Linked DNA regions of Mus musculus: all the other regions are linked to region 3. The links are chromatin contacts, called in public ChIA-PET and HiChIP or PLAC-seq maps. All regions are on one chromosome and are shown on one strand. Each heading gives the region's core, a stretch centred on a gene start, on an enhancer-like site or on the middle of the called end of the contact. The rest is flanking DNA. Distances are from core to core; before and after follow the strand shown.

Region 1 (3,555 bases), core at 716-3,215, 310 kb after region 3:
GAATGAGTCAAGGCTAAACTAAGCTACACAGAAGACTCTGCCTCAAAACAAGTCCAAAATTTATCTTGGTCAAAATGAAGATGGATTGAAACTTGGGGTGTAGCTCAGCAGATGGCATCTGTCTCTAAGACCGGTGGGCAAAGAGATGAAGAATGAAAAGATACAAATACCGCTGAGATTCAATATTCTGACCAAACTTAGCTGCATTCAGAAACAGAATAGTCCATGAAAATGAGAGGAGACCTAGCACAGTACCTACCTGCCCAGTCTCATATTTTCCATTTTGTTTTGGCACCTCAAACACACCAACTGTCTCCAGCACTTTGCCCTCTGCACGGTTCCTGAGTGGGAAGGAAAAGAACAAGCAAGTGAGACCCTGAGAAGACAGCAGTCCTTCGCCAGGAAAAATCAGACACGTGAACAAAGAAAGCCCCCTAGTACTCTGCAGGGTCAGGGCAATGACAGCCAAGGCCCAGGATGCTGCTTTTCCTCATTTAAGATCCAGCCATGGGCATCTACATGGTGAAGGTCTCCCAGTCTTCCAGGGTTTTGTGTGACTACTCCAAACTTACTTCCTTCTATCTTTACTTAGCATTTCCAAAGTCATTCTTATTCTTGCATATCCTGTTTCAATGCACACCTTCACCCACCCTCCGGGTCTTCCCCCCCCCCCACATGTTAACCATCCTTCCAACTTTGCATTTCAGTTCCTGGTATGCATGCCTTGAGTCCATTAAGGACCTGAGAGACATGCCTAGTGTGTAAGAGGTGCTCAAAAAGCATTTGTTCTGAGGCAAGCAGTTCTTCTGTCTCTACTTTTACCCACTGCTGCTTGGCAGTATACTCACTAAGCCTGGCATTTGCTACTTGGAAGAATTGTTCTGAACCAAAAATGGTTCCACACATCGGTAATCCCAGGGCTCTTAAGGCTAAGGCTGGAAAATAACAGGTTCTGGGCCCATCTGGCTACACAGCATGATTCTCCCAATCCTACACATTCAACTGTGCTGTAAATTCTAAGTCTTTACCCTGACCTCAGGACCTAGCATTTCTAGATTCTCAAAGGTACCCCACACAGTACACTTAGCACTGCCGTGTCTCCACCCAGTGTCTTTTCACATTTACTTGTCTTAAATAGCAAATACCTCCCTTAACCACTATCAGGTCATTTCCATCAACTTATCCTTTTAAATAGGATTAATTTTGCTATGGATCCATCAAAGCACTGTAATGTTACTTTGGAAATGTTAACTTCATAGCCAACTTTTCAATCCTGTCTGATCCCTACAAGGCTTTGTTTACACCGCCCCCCCCCCCCCGAGCCTCAACCCCTATTTCCCAAGTCACATGGGCAAAATCAGTCTCCCCAAGGTCACATGGAAACAGGACCCACAAAGGTAGACACTTAAATCGACTTGTTTCCCACAGAATAGCATATTTCTGAGAGTCACTGACCCAAAAGGGCCCGGGGATCCCTGTAGTTGTATTAAATGGCAGCCCACTCCAGGTGCCGGGGACCCCAGCCTGGGAGGCAGGATTCGCCTAAGAAGCGTTACTTGTTCTCCCTCGGAGCTGCCCTGCACTGCCAGGGCCCTGGGCAGTGCTCCCTTCTTTGCTCTTGGCACATGTCCCAAGCAGCCCGTGTCGGCTCTCTCCTCGGGACCCTTTCTCAGGTGGCACTCCGGCTGCCCAAACAGAGTCAGGCCTCCTGGCTTCCTTAGTAGCTAGGTAGAAAACGCTCCCTAGATTCTGGGCCCGGCTCCCTGGCCCCCTCTCTCCGTCCCTCACCGGGACGACAGATGCCTTCGGGTCGTCGCTGTGGCCACCGGCGGAAGGCCCCCTGCTCCACCGACCGCACACAGTGGCCTCGACCCTCGGGTCGTGGCCAGCGACCGAGACCACCAGCGGCTGCCCACTGCTAGGGCCCGTCGGGCCACACAACCAGCCATGTCCCGCCCGAGCGCCCGCTCGGCTGCTGACACAGGGCCCGACCCGCGGCGGGGCGCCGTCCCGCCCCCGCCCCACACTGCCCCGCGCCTAAGCCCCTCCCCTCGGGCCCGCCCCCCGCGGCCGCGTGGGCTCCTCCAGCTACATCCGGCGCCTGTGAGCGGAAGTCCGAGTTTGGGATCACCTGATCAGAGCGTGAGGCAGAAATGGCGTCTTCCTTGCTTGCCGGCGAACGACTGGTTCGCGCTTTGGGTCCTGGCGGAGAACTGGAACGGGAGCAGCTCCCCCGGAAGCTGCGTGCCCAGCTCGAGGCTGCTCTGGGAAAGAAACACGCGGGCAGTGATAATGCCACGGGACCCCGGCGCCTGGTTTCATTCCGTCTCATCCGAGATCTGCATCAGCACCTGAGAGAAAGAAGTGAGCGGTCCCCATTCAAGAGTCGCCGCGTTCTTTTCAGATCTAATCCCTTCTGAGGCGTATTTTCCCCCCATCACTCTCGAGTGCCTACCGAGTTCTCATATATCCAGTCCAAAAGCCTTCTCATAAACCCCAGGTTTACTACTTCCATCTTAACTTCCGTGAAAATTCTTAGTGTGTTACAAAACGTATTTTCAGATTTTGTTGAGTCCTCTTTTAGTGCCACCTAAGTCCATGTGAATTTTTTTAGGAAGTCGAGATTGTAGCCCAGTACTATCTGACAGGTTGAGTTTCTCCATTTGAGGGCCATATATCAATAGTGAGCATATCGTGTTTGGAAAAAGTGATTTTTTTTCCTTCCATCTCAAAGGTAAAGGTGCAAGCCCCAGTTTAGGGGTGAGGGTAGGGAAACGGTAACAACAACAAAAACTATTGAAAGATCTGGATTGAGTCGCATGTAGTTCTAGACATTGTAAAGAAGTCATTTCTCCTTTTCAGACCTATTTACTTATGTTAAGGTAGGGAATAGGGTAAACTGGCATGTAACTTACCTTGCCAGAGTTAACATATCCTGGCCAGAAGTGCAAAGGGTAGATGATCAACTATTTAGACTTAAGAGAATCTTAGAAAAAGATCCTCTAATACAGTGTCCGCTGAGTGTTTAGCATCACAACCCAATCCTGACTAGGACAGATCTATTATTTTCACAGAAATAACCTACCATTGGTAGTGGTGAGGTAGGGTTGGTAACGAAGACTGACAGTTAAAGTCCACTCTATGACACTAAAAAATACTTAGGTGGAATTGTCCTAAATCTTTCCTAGTTGAAAGTTATCTTGAGTAAAATGAAAAATAATTGAATAAACACAAGGAGAGAAAGAAAATGATCACAAGGTTGGGCATGGCACGTACCTGAAACCCAAGGGGCTGAGGCAGTAAGATTGTGAGTTGTCTAGATGAAGTACATGAGAATTCAAGAGACAGCTAGGTGTATCTAAATGAACTTAAGGTTAGACTGGTTTCATAATGAGTTCTGAGCCAGCCTGGTCTACATGATATGTGTATGTATATACATATATCAGCCTTGTCTCAACAATATATCTATATATGAGAGAAAGAAGTGAGCGGTCCCCAATCAAGAGTCGCCGCGTTCTTTTCAGATCTAATCCTTTCTGAGGCGTATTTTCCCCC
Region 2 (3,466 bases), core at 808-3,307, 320 kb before region 3:
GCAGTTTTATTTCAAGGTAGTTGCTTCTCGTATACAGGGTCTGGAGTGGGGCTGTGGTAACAGAAAGGGCTGGGAACATGTAAGTACACCAGAGGGGTCTTGTTCACAGAGTGGGGATTGTTGTATCTTCATAATCCTTTGAGACAGGGTCCCACTAGATAGGTTAGGTCGGTCTCAAGTAAAGAATTCTCCTGCCTCAGCCTGTAAAGTGCTGGGATTAATGTGAGCTCCCACACCTACCTGTATCAGTAATTCTTTTTTTTTTTTTTTTTTAAAGATTTATTTATTTACTTATTATATGTAAGTACACTGTAGCTGTCTTCAGAAACCCCAGAAGAGGGCATCAGATTTCATTACGGATGGTTGTGAGCCACCATGTGGTTGCTGGGATTTGAACTCGGGACCTTCGGAAGAGCAGTCGGAGCTCTTAACCACTGAGCCATCTCGCCAGCCCCAGTAATTCTTTTTGTTTAGCTCTGTTCGATTAATTTTGTTTTATGGGTCTGAGTGTTTTGCCTGCATGCATGTATGTGTAGCCATGTGACTACTTGGTGCTCACAGAGGTTAGAAGGCATCAGAATCCCTAGAACTGGAGTTACAAATGGCTGTGATCCATCACACGGATGCAGGGCACAGAACTCCTCATCCTTTGCAGGAGCGAGCGCTCCTAACTGCTGAGCTATCTGTCTAACCCAACACTGTTTTTGAGGCAAGACCTCACTATATATGTAGCCCAAGCTGGTCTTGAATTCACTATTTGACCAGATTGGTCTTGAACTCACAGAGATCCTCCTGCCTCTGCCTCTGGAGTGCTGGGATTAAAAGTGTGTACACTTGACTTCAGTTTTTACTTCTTTTTTCGAGACAGGGTTTCTCTGTGTAGCCCTGGCTGTCTTGGAACTTGCTCTGTAGACCAGGCTGGCCTGGAACTCACAGAGATTCTCCTGCCTCTGCTTCCAGAGTGCCACTGCCACCTGGCTCATTTTCACTTCATTTTTATTGCTAGAACATGTGAGGTGGACTGATGGGAGAGGAGAATGAGCAGGTGTGGTAAAGCTTAAATTAGGGCAGACTGGGAAACACCACTGCTAAGACCACTGACTGCTGAGGCTCAGGGTCTCATCTAGATAGTGTGAAGTTAGAAAGGAGCTAGCATGTATACTTGATCGCACATGCCAGCAGTTAATATGGGTGCTGTTAGAAACATAACTTTTTTAAAGAAACCCTCTAGACTAGATGGCTATGACTACCCTATTTGATGTGAAGGGGAAACTTGGGCACTCAGAGGAAAGCTATTTGTCCAAGTTCACATACTGGGTAGACCCAGGTTCTCTCTGGCTCGAAACTCTTAGAACTGTTCAACAAATTAATATTTTGCCCATGTGGCATCTACAGGGTATGGGGGGCACTAAATTTATTTTGTTGAGTAAATAGAACACAGAAGAAAGTCCTTTCTCCTTGCCTGCACAGTAACTTTGGTGTGACAATTCAGGGTCAAGCTCTATGTGAACACAAACACAGCCTCGTCGGGTGTTGTGAGATTTTGATGAAGGTGGGTGTTTCTTTTTCTTTTCTTTTGATAGTGTTGGGGAATCAAACCTAGGGCTTTGTGTTTGCCTGGCAAATGTTCTGCCGCTGAGCTACACTTTTAGCGCATTCCCATACATGGTAACCCCTAAACTCATACAAAAATTTTAGGACCCTCAATATCCTACAAGACAGGGGTTATCTGGGTCTGAGCCATCAGCCCCTTCCCCACCCCATTCGCCAGTCTCGGAAAGCTACTGATGTGTGTGCGCTTGCGTGTGTGAGAAGGGTGTAGTAGTGGGAGATGGGGGTAAAGGAATCAAACTCCCTAGACCACGACGCGCACGAATTGGAGCAGGCGCAGAGCAGCCCCTTCTAGACGTCAGGCGGGGCCGAAGTGCGGGCGGGGCCCCGAGGGCGCGGGCCAGAAAGCAGATGCGATGCGCGGACTACAAGTCCCAGAATGCGTCGCGGCCCCGATCCGGCCCCCGCTGTCGCTTAAAGGCTCCAACAACCACAGCCGTCGGGTAGTGGAGGCTTTCGCTTTGCCGCCGCGTCTGGGCGGGAGGAGGAGCGGACTGGGCAGCAGGCTTTCGGGACTGCAGGCTTAGGCGGCGCCAAGGGGCGCTCCTAGTGCAGCCTTCCTGGCTCGGGGCTTTCCTGCCGAGGCGCCCGTGTCCCCGGGCTCCTCGCCTCGGCCCCCAGCGGCCCCGATGCCGAGGCATGGATAGAGCGGCGTTGCGCGCGGCAGCGATGGGCGAGAAAAAGGAGGGCGGCGGCGGGGGCGCCGCGGCGGACGGGGGCGCAGGGGCCGCCGTCAGCCGGGCGCTGCAGCAGTGCGGCCAGCTGCAGAAGCTCATCGATATCTCCATCGGCAGTCTGCGCGGGCTGCGCACCAAGTGCTCAGTGTCTAACGACCTCACACAGCAGGAGATCCGGACCCTAGAGGTAAGGGGCCGTTGCGCCCCACGTCCGGACCCGGCGGTGGCCCGGGAGCCGCCCCACTGCTTTCCTTCCCGAGTTGCATCCTGCAGCGGGGTTGCTGGCTGGAGTCTTCCTCCCTTTCCCGAGCTCTCTGATGCGGCAGCGTGAGGACCTACGACCAGCTCTCACTTTGGAAGAATTTAGGGGAGGGGGGTGTTAGCGTGGAACTGGATCGAGTCTCGAAGACCAGCGTGCCGAGTAGGATGCACAGGGCACCCCACTGCAAACCCCTTTCCGCCTTCACCCTATTTCCAGTGCCCACAGTAGTCATTGTCCCACTGAATCACGCGCCGGTCTTTTCTCCGTGTGCTTTAAGTCCGGTAGCGTGGGCTGGGGCGATGTGGGGGACGTCCCTTGAAGTGTGAGCGTCGATCGATCGGTGGCACTGACTTTCCCCTCACTCCCCACTCTCCTTGTTGTCCGTTTCTTTCCTTTCCACCAGGTCTCTGCCGCTTTTCAAAAAGTGTTTGCTGAAACAGCATTTTTGCTGTTCAGGCGTTGGGGTGCTTGTCTTTGGAGATGTCACAGCGGTTCACTGCTTAAAATGAAATTACCCTTTGACTTCCCTACTCCACCCCAAACACTGAGCTTTGGCCTAGGAAGGATTATACTGGGGAAGGGAACCTTTGGTAAGAACAGGCTACTTAAGGGGGTTGCTGACAGAGATAACCTGGAGTGCAATGAGGAAACAAGATGTGTGAGCTCTCTTCTCTCAAATTATACAGTTGGGAAGTGCAGCATTAAAACGATTTGGAAGAACCAGCCAGAAAGGTGGTTGGCATTTCAGAAGGGGACGCTCCCCCACCCCCTTACACATTGGGGGGGAAACTAGTGCCTTCCCAACTTGCTTTTGCCCAGAGACTGGAAGACCTTTGAAAGTGAAGGGGTTATTTAGTAACTCTTTCCCTAAGAAGGGCCTTTCCCTGGCATTGCCACATTTGGTTTCTGTAGGTCT
Region 3 (3,602 bases), core at 432-2,931:
TGTCTGAAGACAACTACAGTGTACTTACACATAATAAATAAATCTTTAAAAAAAAAACTGAAACAAAACCAGTTTATAAAGCTTAAAGAACATGACCTATTGGTGGGGGCGGGGGGCATAAAGGGAACTTCCTGGGTGCCAGGTGACAATGCTGGCACAGGTGCTAAGAAGAAAAGACCCAATCACAGGTAAGCTCACTGTCGTTATCACTAACCTGTGTCCTAACACGGGTCACCTAAAAATAATTGGAAAAAGAGTCATACATTTAAAAAGATAATGGAACTGCAGAAAATAACCCGAAATTATGCCCAATTGAGTACTGATAAAAGCTAAATTAAGCCTGCACCAGCCATTTTTTTTAAATACGCAATTAATCTTCATGATGGAGAAAGTTGAAAATAGGAATGGTTAGCTCCCTGCCCCCGCCCACCCTAGGGCTCCATCTGGCATATTTATGTTCTTCCAGCAATCCTGCCTCCCCTCGTCCCTCTCCCACACAGCCAAGGTCAGGCCAGCCTCCCTACATTCCCACCGGCACACCCTTCAGAACCAGTTTTTGGTCCATCCCTGTGGGAGGTGGGGATGCTGGAAATGAATCCTGGGGCTTGACGATGCCTGGCAACCTTTTTACCACGGAGCTGTTCCTAGCTCCTAGTTAGCAGCTAAGCTAATCAGTCTCTTTCTTCCTGGCCAAATCCCACGTGCCACCCAAGGATATACACTTTATCCTTCCCTTTCTTTGGCCCACCCCCACCCCCACCCCCACCTTATACCCAGAAGACAGGTATGTAAGAGTAAGGACTTCAAATGAGTCCCAAGGGCCATCACTGGGCACATGGGGAGATAAAATCTGATCCAGGCAAACATTGGAAAATTATTCTGTAATAAAGCGAATGAAGCACTTACATATGCTACCACGTGCGTGCTTTGAATGAGGCATAAAAGACGCAGGAAACCAATAACCGGGGCTGCATATGATTGATTCCATTTCTGTGAAATGTTCAGAACTAACAAAATCTATGGAAATCAGCTAAGTGGTTGCCTAGCGCAAAGAGAAAGGACGAGACTGGAGAGGGGTTTTGCCAGCAAATGTAGATGGTTTTCTTTCAAGGTAAATGTTCTAAAATCAACAGTGGCCATAGATGCACATCTGCGCACATTCTAAATGTTATTAAACGTGTGCACTTTAGCACTGGCCGGGAATCACAGTACTACTGGGAAGTTGGGGCAGGGGGATTACGAGTTCAAGGCCAGATAGGGTTACATATTGCAAAGACCAAAATTATTCCAGATACTCCTGGTAACAGGGTGTTCCTGCAGACCGAGTGAGAGTAGCACGTCTCCTCTTTGAAAACCATAGAACGGAGGCTGCTCCAGCCGAGTGCAGATGCCAGCAGCACATGGCAGAGACCTGGCTCCCCGTGTCCTCCGACACCGCATCCCGGCCTCCCACGCTCCTCCGCGGCGCGGCAACTATGGCTGCGACAGGTGTCGCTGGCACTAGGGGAAAGCCTGGAGAGCCCGCAGATCGCCCCCAGGGCTTCCACATATCCCGGCCCTGCAGGCAGCCTCGGTAATCCCCAGCCCGCCCCTGCCGCCCCCCGAGTCCCCGCCCAAGGGCCCGCGCAGCGCGGCTCACCCGCCTTCCCGGCGGACGCCAACTGGAGACACCGCGAGCGACACGATTGCGCCTGCGCGGCAGAAGCAAGCGCAGCCCCGCCCCCGCCTGGTACCCTAGCGCCCTCTGCCGGCCATCCGCGGGACTCGGGGTCCTACTGGGTGCGGGCTTCCTGATCCGACCCCGCCCAGTTGGCTGGAACCACGGCCCGCTTTTCCTTGTCTCCCTTACAACCTTGGATACAAACTCTGATGGCAAGCTCTTCTTCATATTCCCACGAATGGAGAATATTAGGGGTGCTCAAGATCTGTGAAACGTCTTCTTGAAGGACGTGTCCTTCCTGTTGTTATGTTGATGACAGGAATTATGTTTGGAAGGGAGTCTTCATTTCGAGTCACTTGATCAAATTACAGTCCCACAACACCTGTCAGAAGAATACATATGACAGTAATAGGCACGCTTCCTTTCAACTCTGCTATAATTATAATCGAGGGAGAGAATGAAGAATCTTAACTTGCAGCTACTGCCGGGATCATTTTTTGAAAATGAAATAATGCTGTTTCATTAAACGGGTTCTCCCCACTCGCGCATGTTTAAAGTCAGAATGCTTCTCTGAATTGATTTAAACACAAGTTTTATATCCTGAAAGAAATAAAGACAGGTCTTTTTCATGAGACAAACGCCCTGTTCAATGAGGCTTCTAGCTTCTCTGGGCCGCTGTCTGAAAGGCAGCAAGGGCGCCGGTGGATAACATTGCTTCTCTTCATCTTTCCTCTTCGGGGCTTTAAAAAAAATCTACCTATAATGAAAAGCCCGATTTCCTTACACACGCTCCTCATGTAGCTGCTTTAACAAGACAATTGCTTATAATGCCTTTTTTCTTCATTTTTTAAAAGTAAACATCGCTGTTTAGCAGCACTCGGAAGTCTATTTTTCTTCCTCTTAGGAAGCAGGGGCTATTTCTTAACAGAACTACTTCCTTTCTCTGATTCATCTTCAACTCTCTAGAATGCCACCGTCTCCCTCCCGCACCCCCCCCACACACAAAGCACCCCCTTCCTCCTCTTCAGCTAACACTCTACCCCGTCTTCAAATCTGTGTGGGAGGATTCTTCCCCTGGAATACCCAGATAATTTCCTTCATTTATTTTCAAACTGTAGACTTGGACCAACTGTATCTGAAAGATCCGAATGCACCCTCATAAATCAGCCTTTTTATTTACCCATGCATAATCACGGCATGTCATTAGTGCAGATCCAATCAATAAATCATTACGCTTTTAGAGCCCTTACTAGGAGCAACCTGCTGGGACACCAATCCACTCTCTCGTACAACATTAAGATCCTTTCATATTTTTAAGAAATTTCAATCTGTTCTCTCAGTCCCCCTCTTTTGTTCCTAGATCTCCGTGTTCCTGCTTCAGAAGCCTCATTCTAATACCTAGGTCATAAAATATTCAAGAAGCAAGCTGTTAGCTCTACCTCCGAAAGGCTCCACCTTCCTGCCTCTTGTGTTACTTCTGTCTTTACAGAGACACAACATTTATCTTTCTCGAAAACTCTTTGTCGACAGCTAGGCAGCACAAAAGAGAAAGAACAGAAAAGAAATTTTTTTATTTTTTAGCTTGAGGGAGAGATGTGGATAGCAGCTCCCTTTCTTTTACCGAGTCACAGTGAGAACTTGGATTTAAGAATAATCCAAGCCAGGCAAGGAGGTGCACACCTTTAATCCAAACACTCCAGAGGCAGAGGCAGGTGGAGCTCTGTGAGTTCGAGGCCAGGCTGCTCTACAAATCGAGTTCCAGGACACCCAGGGCTGTTACACAGAGAAACAGGGCTGTTTTGTCTTGTAAAAGCAAAAAAAAAAAAAAAAAAAAAAACACAAATAAAACAAAACAAAACAAAAGAAAGAAGAAAGGAAGGAAGAAAATAAAAAACAAAAAAAGAATAAGGAAATAGTGATTCTTTTTAACTTGACAGAAACT

What was found. ChIA-PET counts read pairs in DNA pulled down with a chosen protein or histone mark. HiChIP or PLAC-seq counts read pairs in DNA pulled down with a chosen protein or histone mark.
Region 1: an H3K4me3 HiChIP or PLAC-seq map of bone marrow-derived macrophages shows a contact between it and region 3, with 6 times the contacts expected there. The contact joins the promoter of Poldip2 here to the promoter of Lyrm9 in region 3. A contact is called at or near these places in 7 of 39 promoter capture datasets (the 3T3-L1 cell line, the C10 cell line, the HPC-7 cell line and 3 more), 4 of 15 datasets of contacts at CTCF or cohesin (CD8 T cells, the NIH/3T3 cell line, large pre-B cells and 1 more), 11 of 484 Hi-C or Micro-C datasets (CD4 T cells, the N1E-115 cell line, bone marrow-derived macrophages and 6 more), 31 of 115 datasets of contacts at active chromatin or transcription factors (the 230-238 cell line, the HPC-7 cell line, the SCID.adh cell line and 20 more) and 4 of 9 other capture datasets (adipose tissue, embryonic stem cells, liver and 1 more).
Region 2: a contact with region 3 is called in an RNA polymerase II ChIA-PET map of effector CD8 T cells, with 11 read pairs. The contact joins the promoter of Ksr1 here to the promoter of Lyrm9 in region 3. A contact is called at or near these places in 10 of 39 promoter capture datasets (the C10 cell line, HPC-7-derived erythroid cells, frontonasal cranial neural crest and 6 more), 1 of 15 datasets of contacts at CTCF or cohesin (stem cell-derived epiblast-like cells), 1 of 484 Hi-C or Micro-C datasets (nephron progenitors), 7 of 115 datasets of contacts at active chromatin or transcription factors (double positive thymocytes, effector CD8 T cells, embryonic forebrain and 4 more) and 1 of 9 other capture datasets (embryonic stem cells).

Annotation. Positions count from the first base shown.
Region 1 is chr11:78,510,706-78,514,260 of GRCm38.p6, reverse strand. It overlaps Poldip2 (polymerase (DNA-directed), delta interacting protein 2), which reads right to left and starts at 1,965. Exons shown (of 11, transcript NM_026389.3): 1 at 1,789-1,965; 2 at 260-341. The coding sequence starts at 1,949. Tmem199 (transmembrane protein 199) reads left to right here and starts at 2,093. Exons shown (of 6, transcript NM_199199.3): 1 at 2,093-2,364. The coding sequence starts at 2,154.
Region 2 is chr11:79,145,064-79,148,529 of GRCm38.p6, reverse strand. Ksr1 (kinase suppressor of ras 1) reads left to right here and starts at 2,057. Exons shown (of 19, transcript NM_013571.3): 1 at 2,057-2,475. The coding sequence starts at 2,251.
Region 3 is chr11:78,824,674-78,828,275 of GRCm38.p6, reverse strand. It overlaps Lyrm9 (LYR motif containing 9), which reads right to left and starts at 1,681. Exons shown (of 4, transcript NM_001076681.2): 1 at 1,640-1,681.